Regions from separate parts of the Sus scrofa genome. Here region 2 is linked to region 1. The links are chromatin contacts, called in public HiChIP or PLAC-seq maps. All regions are on one chromosome and are shown on one strand. The core of a region is the stretch at or near the end of the contact, and the rest is flanking DNA. Distances in the headings are between cores, read along the strand shown. Region 1 overlaps ST6GAL1 (beta-galactoside alpha-2,6-sialyltransferase 1). Region 2 holds the start of ADIPOQ (adiponectin, C1Q and collagen domain containing).

What was found. HiChIP or PLAC-seq counts read pairs in DNA pulled down with a chosen protein or histone mark.
Region 2: a contact with region 1 is called in an H3K27ac HiChIP or PLAC-seq map of alveolar macrophages. The contact joins the promoter of ADIPOQ here to the enhancer-like site in region 1. A contact is called at or near these places in 9 of 47 Hi-C or Micro-C datasets (alveolar macrophages, blood, embryonic fibroblasts and 2 more) and 1 of 2 datasets of contacts at active chromatin or transcription factors (alveolar macrophages).

The regions. Positions count from the first base shown.
Region 1 is chr13:124,746,653-124,750,500 of Sscrofa11.1, forward strand. All of the region lies in intron 2 of ST6GAL1 (beta-galactoside alpha-2,6-sialyltransferase 1), which reads left to right. Among named protein-coding and RNA genes, the nearest start is that of ST6GAL1, 49 kb to the left of the region's middle. Within about 2 kb of position 1,964, at least 23 of the 83 cell types and tissues checked have an H3K27ac peak or open chromatin away from gene starts, as enhancers often do. A contact at or near this core is called in alveolar macrophages and liver, where this site is marked.
Region 2 is chr13:124,631,423-124,635,758 of Sscrofa11.1, forward strand. It overlaps ADIPOQ (adiponectin, C1Q and collagen domain containing), which reads left to right and starts at 2,484. Exons shown (of 4, transcript NM_214370.1): 1 at 2,484-2,523.

The DNA of each region.
Region 1 (3,848 bases), core at 714-3,213:
CTGACATCTTTAATTTCCTATCAAGCTGCCTGTTTAAACTCCCTTTGTGGGCTAATCTCAAATTCAGGATACCCAGAGCTGAACTCCTCATCTTCTCTTCCCGAATCTGCATTTCCCTCACCTTCTTCTCTTCTGTTGAAAGCAGTGCCATCCTTCCAGTTGCTTGGATCCCAAACCTTGGCATCATCCTTGGAACTTTTCCCTCACAGCCTCATGCAGTCCATCAGCCTTGACTTATTATTTTGACTGCTCTTTTGTATTGAAGTATAGTTGATCGACAGGGTTTCAGGTGTTCTGCAAACATCAGGCTTGATTTCTGAAGCACATCTGAAATATATCCCCTTCTTACCACCTCTGCTGCAGGTCCCTGGTCCAAGCTGAGGGCATCTCTCACCAGGATCATGCCAGTGAGCTCTTGATGGTCTGCCTTCTTCTGCCCTTGTCCTCTCTCCTATCCACACAGGCAATCCTGACGACATTGAATCAGATTAGGTTGCTCCTCTGCTGAAACTCTTGCAGTGGTTTCTCATTTTACTAGAGTAAAACCCAAAGTCCTTATCTTGACCTTTAAGGCCCCACCCCGTTGCCTCCATTCCACTAGGATCCCTTTTTTCTGTCCCTCCCCTGCTCCTTTCCTTCCAGCCAGTATACAGCAGTGCAGCCCTGCCCGCTTTGCACGGACCTTCCTCTGCCTTAAGTGCCCTTCCTGAAAGATTGTAGGGCCCACTCCTTTGCCACTTTTGATTCTTGGCTCAGTGTCCACTTCTCAATGAGGCTTCTCTGCCCTTTTGAAAACAGAGACCTGCCTCAACCCAGCATTTCTGGTTCTCCTCTTCTCATGCTCTGCTTCGTTTCCTATAGCACTTAACATCCCCTAAGATACTACATAATTTGCTTATTACATTTATGGTTTTCTGTGTCTCATTCTGCTAGAACGAAAAGCTCTGGGGGCAGCAATCTTTATCTGCTTAAGCCCTAAGAATTATGCTGGGCACCTAATTTAGTGGTTAATAAATTTTAAAAATGTGTAAATATAGGGTGTAAAGTTTCCATACAGGTGTCTGGTTGAAAAAAAAATAAAACAGAAAAAAAACCCACATGGCCTAGAGTGTGGAGGAGGTGCCCATGGATGCAGGACTCCTCTTGTATAAGGGAGTACAGAGTGAGGGGAACTGGAGGGGCTGAGACTGGACCACTGGGGATGTGGGCATTTCAAGACTGGCAGGATGCCGGTCACCAGAGGAGGCTGGGTTGGGGAGGGAGGAGGGACGCTGCGAGGATACCTGTTAGAGGAAGGGAGTTTGAAGAAAAAGAACCAGAGAGGCCTCACTGAACTTTGGTGCTGGAGAGGAGTCAGATTTTGCAATTAGAAATGCAATTTCAGTGGAATGATATGGGCTGACTCTAGTTATTTGAAGAACATGTTGAAAGTGGGGAAGTATAAGCATCTCAAGAGGCCCTACTGTGAGGAAGGAGAGATTAAGTTGTTTGAGGAAGTGATTTGCTTGAAGGGTTTTTTTTTTTTAGCTGTACAAAAACAACCTTTGGAGTGTGGGTGGGGGAGGAGGACTGGGGAAGTGACACTGGAAGAGGTGGGGAAGGGACAGCATAAGCAAGCTGAGAACCTCCAGACTGGCAAACGGATATAGAGCAAGTGATTTCTGGTCCTTGCCAAAGAGTTGCTACTGAGTCCAAGCCCCTAGCTGAATGCCTGGCACCTAGTGGGTCTGCAGTGGATATTTTTTGGATACAATATAAAACACTCTAGAATTAAGTGACAGGTCACCATACCGACAATAACAACAAAATAACAAGAATGTCTGATGTAAGGAGATTGCTTTCTGAAACACTGACTGTGGGCCAGTGACATTTCTCTCCTTCTCGTGACACACTCCTTAGTGTTTTGAGCAGCTGCATGTGGTTTTATTTTGGTTTCCTCTTTACTGCACCATGGGTATGTTTTGGGGAGATAAATCTGCAGGTGACTCACTTGAGTGACTAGAATGACATGTCACCCAAGTGTCCTGTGTAGACATAGGGGATACGATGGTGACTTAGTCTGTTCAGACTGTTTATAAACAGCAGACATTCAATTCTCAGTTCTGGGGAGTCTGAGATCATGGCCCCAGCACGGTGGTGTTCTAGTGACGCCACATTTCCTAGTTCACAGCTGGCACCTTCTTGCAGTGTCCTCATGTGGCAGAAGGGGTGATGGCACTCTTCTGTGTCTTTTTTATAAGAACACTAACCCCATTCATTAAAGACTCCACCCTTATGGCCTAATCGTGTCCTAAAGGCCCCACCTTCGGTTCTGGTTAGGATTTCAATACATGATTTGGCAGGGGACACAAACATTCAGACTGTAGCAAATGGTAAATCCAGGGAACATGGGGAACAAAAGAGTTGGCAAGGGAAGCAGAAAGACTGTTTGACTCGGTCCAAGCCTGGCATTAAACCAAGCTCCATCTCACACCAAGTTGTACCACCTCTGGGAGATGATGGATTGAAATGATCTAAGTTTGTTTCCTTTGGATTTGATAAATAGAATAGTGTCAGGAAAGGAAGAAATCAAAGGAACTATGATTTACGAAAGGCATCAACGAAAGCCTATCTTTTTCCTTTCTAAAAAAATGATGGGCAAAGAAAGCAGTTTACATTCCCTGATGGTGGCAAATGACACAAAGTTCACAGATGTCCAGGGAGAAGACAGAACAACTGGACTCCTATTTTACTCCTACATTTTCTGAAAAGACATTGGCAGCCTGCATGGGAAGAATGAAAGAAAGCCTCCTTACTATTTATGAACTAGCCTATGTGCCTGGAATAATGCCGGGCGCTTGTCACAGTATCCTCATCCTCATTATGTCAAGGGCAGTGTATCAGTGTTCAGTGTAGCCTACCCAGTGCCACCCAGCCAGCTAAGGAGAGAGAAGACTGAAGCCTGGGGCTAGAGAGAGATGAATCTAAGAAATGTAGCTACTTGAAGTCAGCCAGAGTCCCTAACCTCCAGCACACTGTCTTTATTCTCAGGGAAATCTTGAGAAATGTTTACTCATCAAAGGGATAGTTAGAGTGAATTACTGGGGCCCTAAAAAAATGTGCAAGTATTTTGGTCAAATGCTGTTGGCGGTCTTCAACATCTTGTAGAGAACGGGAGAAACCCAGGGAGAGAGAAACATTTAAATTTTCAAAAGGGGTAATTCCAAACCATCAGCACCAGGCACTGACTATGATGACCTTTGCAAAATGCACACACATTAGAGTACCCAATAAGTGACAGCTGATGCCTGAGGTAATTATTAAATCACTACATCCCTGCCACTTCTCCTCACCCTGGGACAGAAGACACATAGTTCCATGACCTGACACTTTCAATGTGGGGCTTATATTGGAAAGCTCCATAGCTTTTATCTATCCACAGTGTCTTAGTTCGGAAGATAATACCTTTCCCAGTTGGTGGTCCCAGCCTCTTGCCCCTTAATTTAGTGGCTCGTTGTGATGTCTCACAAGGAAACTCAGGTATTAGCCCACAACCTATATTTTATTTTATTTTTTAATTGTTATTCTTTTTTTTAATAGTTATTTCCCCAATACAATTTTTTTTTCTACTGTACAGCATGGTGACCCAGTTTCACATACATGTACACATTCTAAACAACCTATATTTTAAAGACCAGCCCAAGTATCCCCTCAATGGCCAGACATTTTTGTGTGATACCAAAGCATAGAGAAACTACGTTGATTATGATGATAATTAACTTAGACCTTTTCTATCAGACAAAGAATGTATTTGTATCCTCAGTACCTGAGGATTTATATTCTCATCAACAAGATGGGAACTGTAGACT
Region 2 (4,336 bases), core at 1,234-3,733, 110 kb before region 1:
TCTGGCTGAATGCTTTTCAGTTGCAGCTTCTAAACCAGTATGCCACAGAAATGCTCCTTTCCCCATAGATGGCCTTCGTGGTGAATGGTAGATTTCTTTGAAGCCTCAAAATGACAGACTTTCACAATATCACTGGCTGACAGCCAGACCAGCATGGTCTTAGTGTGATTTTGGGGCTAAAGTCATTCCATCTTGTGCAATAGTTAAAGCTGTTGTAACCAGCTCTGTTCTCATAGGATCGGAAGAAAACAATTTTTATGCCAACCCCAAAGCTACTCTGAAGGAGGTGCATGAATCTTAGGGTTTAATAGTCCATCAGCAGAAGTGAAGGATGTAAGGTACTCGAAAGCATACAGGTTTTGTAGTCAGACAGACTGGGTTCAAATCTTGGGTCTGTGCCCTGGACTAGTCACTTAACTTCACTGAACTCCAGACTCTTGATTTGTAAACTAGGAGACAGTCATAGCTATCTCTATGGGAAGCTTAAATACAATTACTATCATTTTTTAAAAAATATCTTTTCTCTTTTTAATTTTATTTTTCTTGTTACGGCCACATCTTTGGCACATAGAAGTTTCTGGGCTAGGGGTTGAATCAGAGCTGCAGCCACAGCAACTAGCAACACCAGATCCGAGCCACACCTGCAACCTATGCCTCAGTTTAGAATAGATTGTGGCAATGCCGAATCCTTAACCCACTGAGCAAGGCCAGGGGTCAAACCCGTAGCCTCGCAGATACTTGTCAGGTTCTTAACTCCCAATGTGGAGTTCCATTACTCTCTTATTTTTGATTCAGCATTTATCACTGCCCATCTCATACCAGATCTTATTCTAGGGGCTTGGGGACAAACCATTGAACAGGCAAGGCACTTGCTCTCATGAAGTTTACATTTGAGGAAGGAAAGACACATGGTGGAACAAACCCCAAATAAATACGATACCATAGTAAAAATAAAACACTGGCGTAACCAAGAATTGTCACAGTTTCTGTTTTCTCCTGAGTGCAACATATCTAATAAACTAGAACCTAATTTTCGTAAGTCGCTTCACTGAGCCAGTGGGCTCTTGAGAAGAGACTCGTGACTCCAATCTCAAAGTCCTACTGGGCTTTTCTGGACATACTTGCATATTAGCAGGAGACGAAGCTTTAGATTGGACTTGACTTTGCTGGTAGACTTTTAGGCTCTGTGTGGCCAGCAGAGGTGGTATTTAGGGGCAGGCTCGTCCAGACTCTGCCTGAGAAATTCTGTTTCTGAATGCCTTGCAGAAGTTGTTGCTGGGGTCCTGAGCCTTTGCTGGCGTCATGATTTAATGCATCAGAATCTGTGGCTTGCAGGAACTGGCTCTGATGCTGCCGTTCAAAAATGGAATGTGGAGTTGTCAAAAAGAGTCCAAGGTGATGAACGTTGCCACTTTAAGCCTAAGCCTTCTAGAGACAATGATGTGGGTTAGAGCCGCCGGGCCTCCAGGCCACTTCCAGCCCAGAGCAGCGTTCACCAGTAGGTGGATCAGGCCCAGGCATCAGACATTGGAAAAAGGAGCACTTCACACACATATATAAAAAGTTGGTTTTCAGATCCGGCGTTGCCATGAGCTGTGGTATAGGTTGCAGACGCAGCTCGGATCCAGCATTGCTATGGCTCTGGTGTAGACCGGCAGCTACAGCTCCGATTCGACCCCTAGCCTGGGAACCTCCATATGCCGCGGGAGCGGCCCAAGAAATGGCAAAAAAAAAAAAAAAAAAAAAAAAAAGTTGGTTTTCAAAAACATCTCCAGAGTTTTGGCAACAAAAAACAGTGAAAGACGATATTCTAATATTCTATTTAATAAATGTTTTTCCGATATATTTAATTTGAATCCCACACAAGGAGGGCTCCAACATCTTTTGGAATTCAGGGCCTTTCAATGGTTTTAATCTGGCCCTGCCTTATACTGCCTCAGAAACATCTCCTCACATCAGTTCTCCAAATTAACATGCAAAGTCTTCCCCCAGTCTGGAGTTCAGGCCAGAAAGTGAAGGATGCATTGTATTTCTTGCTATATTTCATTTCCTTTTCCCTGTCGTGCACAATGAGTGTGATGGTGTAATTGGTTCCCTGGACTTATTAGAGCAAATCTCTGGGGAGAGGGAGGTCTCCTGGACCACCAGGCCATTAATTTTACATAAGGAAATATATTGTTTTCCTGCCTCTAGTATTGACCCTTGGCCCCATTTTCTGTCCCTGTTATAGGAGGCAAGTCTAAGGGCCGAGGCCTGGAAACGTGAGTGTGGTGACTGAAGCCCCACTTGGCTTCCCAAGCTGGAGCTGGGTTGCACCAGGTTCCCCAGGGTGGAGACCTGAAGCAGCCGCCAGGGGTGTGAGCCCACCCACTGGTCTCTGGGCCTCAGCACGCTGGCCAATGGGAAGCAACAATTTCGAGGTGGGGACTGCCTTCCCCATGAGTACCAGGCTGCAGAGGCTGGGCCACCTTCTCCTCATTTCCATCCTGACTGCAGTCTGTGGCTCTGATTCCACACCTGAGGGTAAGGACAAGTGATTGGAATTCCAGGCTGTAGGTAAAGGTGGCTGTCCCGAAAGGGAACCTGGGGTTGGGGCGTGCTCATGCTTTCCCCATCGTGGCAGGGTGGGGAGGTGATATAGGCAAAACCCTGGCCAGGGCAGCCCTGGTGGAGGCAGACTGGCCTTGGGTTTCTTCCTTAATTTCCCCACGGCTCCTAGAGAAAAGGGAATTGTTCATTGTGATCAGGATGCCTGGAACCATCCTGAATTTTGCCCAATTCACTCTGTGGTGAGATGGCTAACTAAAGAAAATGTTGGGGTCAGTGAAGCAGGAAGCATGGTCCAGCGATAAAGTCCATTTAGATAAGAGGAGCAGGGGATGAATTGCTTCTCCACTTGACCAGGTAGGGCAGAGAAAGGAGCACATGAAGATGCAGCCTGGGGAGACTGAGTTTGGAATTCAACTCTACCACTGGATTCTAGTCAGCAGTGTTTATTGAGCAGATTCAACGGACCAGACTCTGGGTAGGGTTCGTGAGAAACAAAGATGGGTGGGGCCCAGTCATTATCTGTAGCTTTGGGGGTATCTGTAAACATGGGCATGTCTGCACCCATGTGGAGGTACCACACAAGGTGACTGAGATGTTCAAATGAAGTAGAGTGAGCACAGGGCCTGCCATGTACAGGGAGCTCATGCAACATTTTCTTTGTAGCAGACATCCTCTGACAGAACAACTGGATCTGCCCCGCCTTTCCCAAGCCCAATCCTGCTTGTCCCAGGGAGCATTGCACTTGTGGCCTCCTGGTTGTTTGCAGCCATAGATGCAGAGACTGAGTGGGAGGGATTTTAGAGATCAGGCCAGCCCTTGGGTGTCAGGAGATGTGGGTCCCTGCTCTGGAGAATTTTTTTCTTTTTCGTTTTTTTTTTTTTTTCTTTTCTAGGGCCGCACCGGTGGCATACGGAGGTTACCAGGCTAGGGGTCTAATCAGAGCTGTAGCTGCTGGCCTGCAACACAACACCACCAGATCTGAGCCGCGTCTGTGACCTACACCACAGCTCACAGCCACGATGGATCCTTAACCCGCTGAGCGAGGCCAGGGATCGAACCTGCAACCTCATGGTTCCCAGTTGGATTCGTTAACCACTGAGCCATGATGGGAACTCCTGGAGAGGTTTTGGATTTTCAGATCAAGCGTTGCAAGCGGTGCAGCCACCTCGCTCCTGGTAACTCCATCCATTTGGGGTAAGGTTGGCTCATCCTGACAAGGTTGGGGAATAGGGGGGCCTTGATACTGGCAGAATATGCACAAAGAAACATGAGGGTGTCAGCTTTGTTCTGGAAGCTGAGCAGTGGAAAGGGAGCCATGCAGCTTAACTGGCTGTTCTTGCTGCCTCCCTCCCTTAATTCTTGAGGAGTTGTAAAGAGACACAAGACTTGCTTCTTGTCATTTCTAAGGTGGCTCTGAGATCAGGCTGCTCCCCTACTCCTTGTCAAGTTGGAAGACCAGTGGCCCCAGACACTTGGCTGAGGTCAGGAGGTAGAAGCTGTCAATCAGGAGAGACACTGATACCCAAAATGTGGTGGGGGGATGCTCTGCTTAACCAGTTCCTTGAGAACAGGTGTGTGTGTGTGTGGAGAGAGAGTGTTGGGTGCGGGGCTGCCAAGTGAAAGCGTTCAGGTAATGCTCCTAGGATTTGGGAAGAGCCTAGTTGATTCCTGGTTCTGTCATTTATCATTAGATTGCACCGTGTGAAATTGCCCATATTTTATCATTTTTGACCTTAAAAACCAGCCATGTCATTTCATTCAACCCAAGAGTCTCATGACCTTAAGC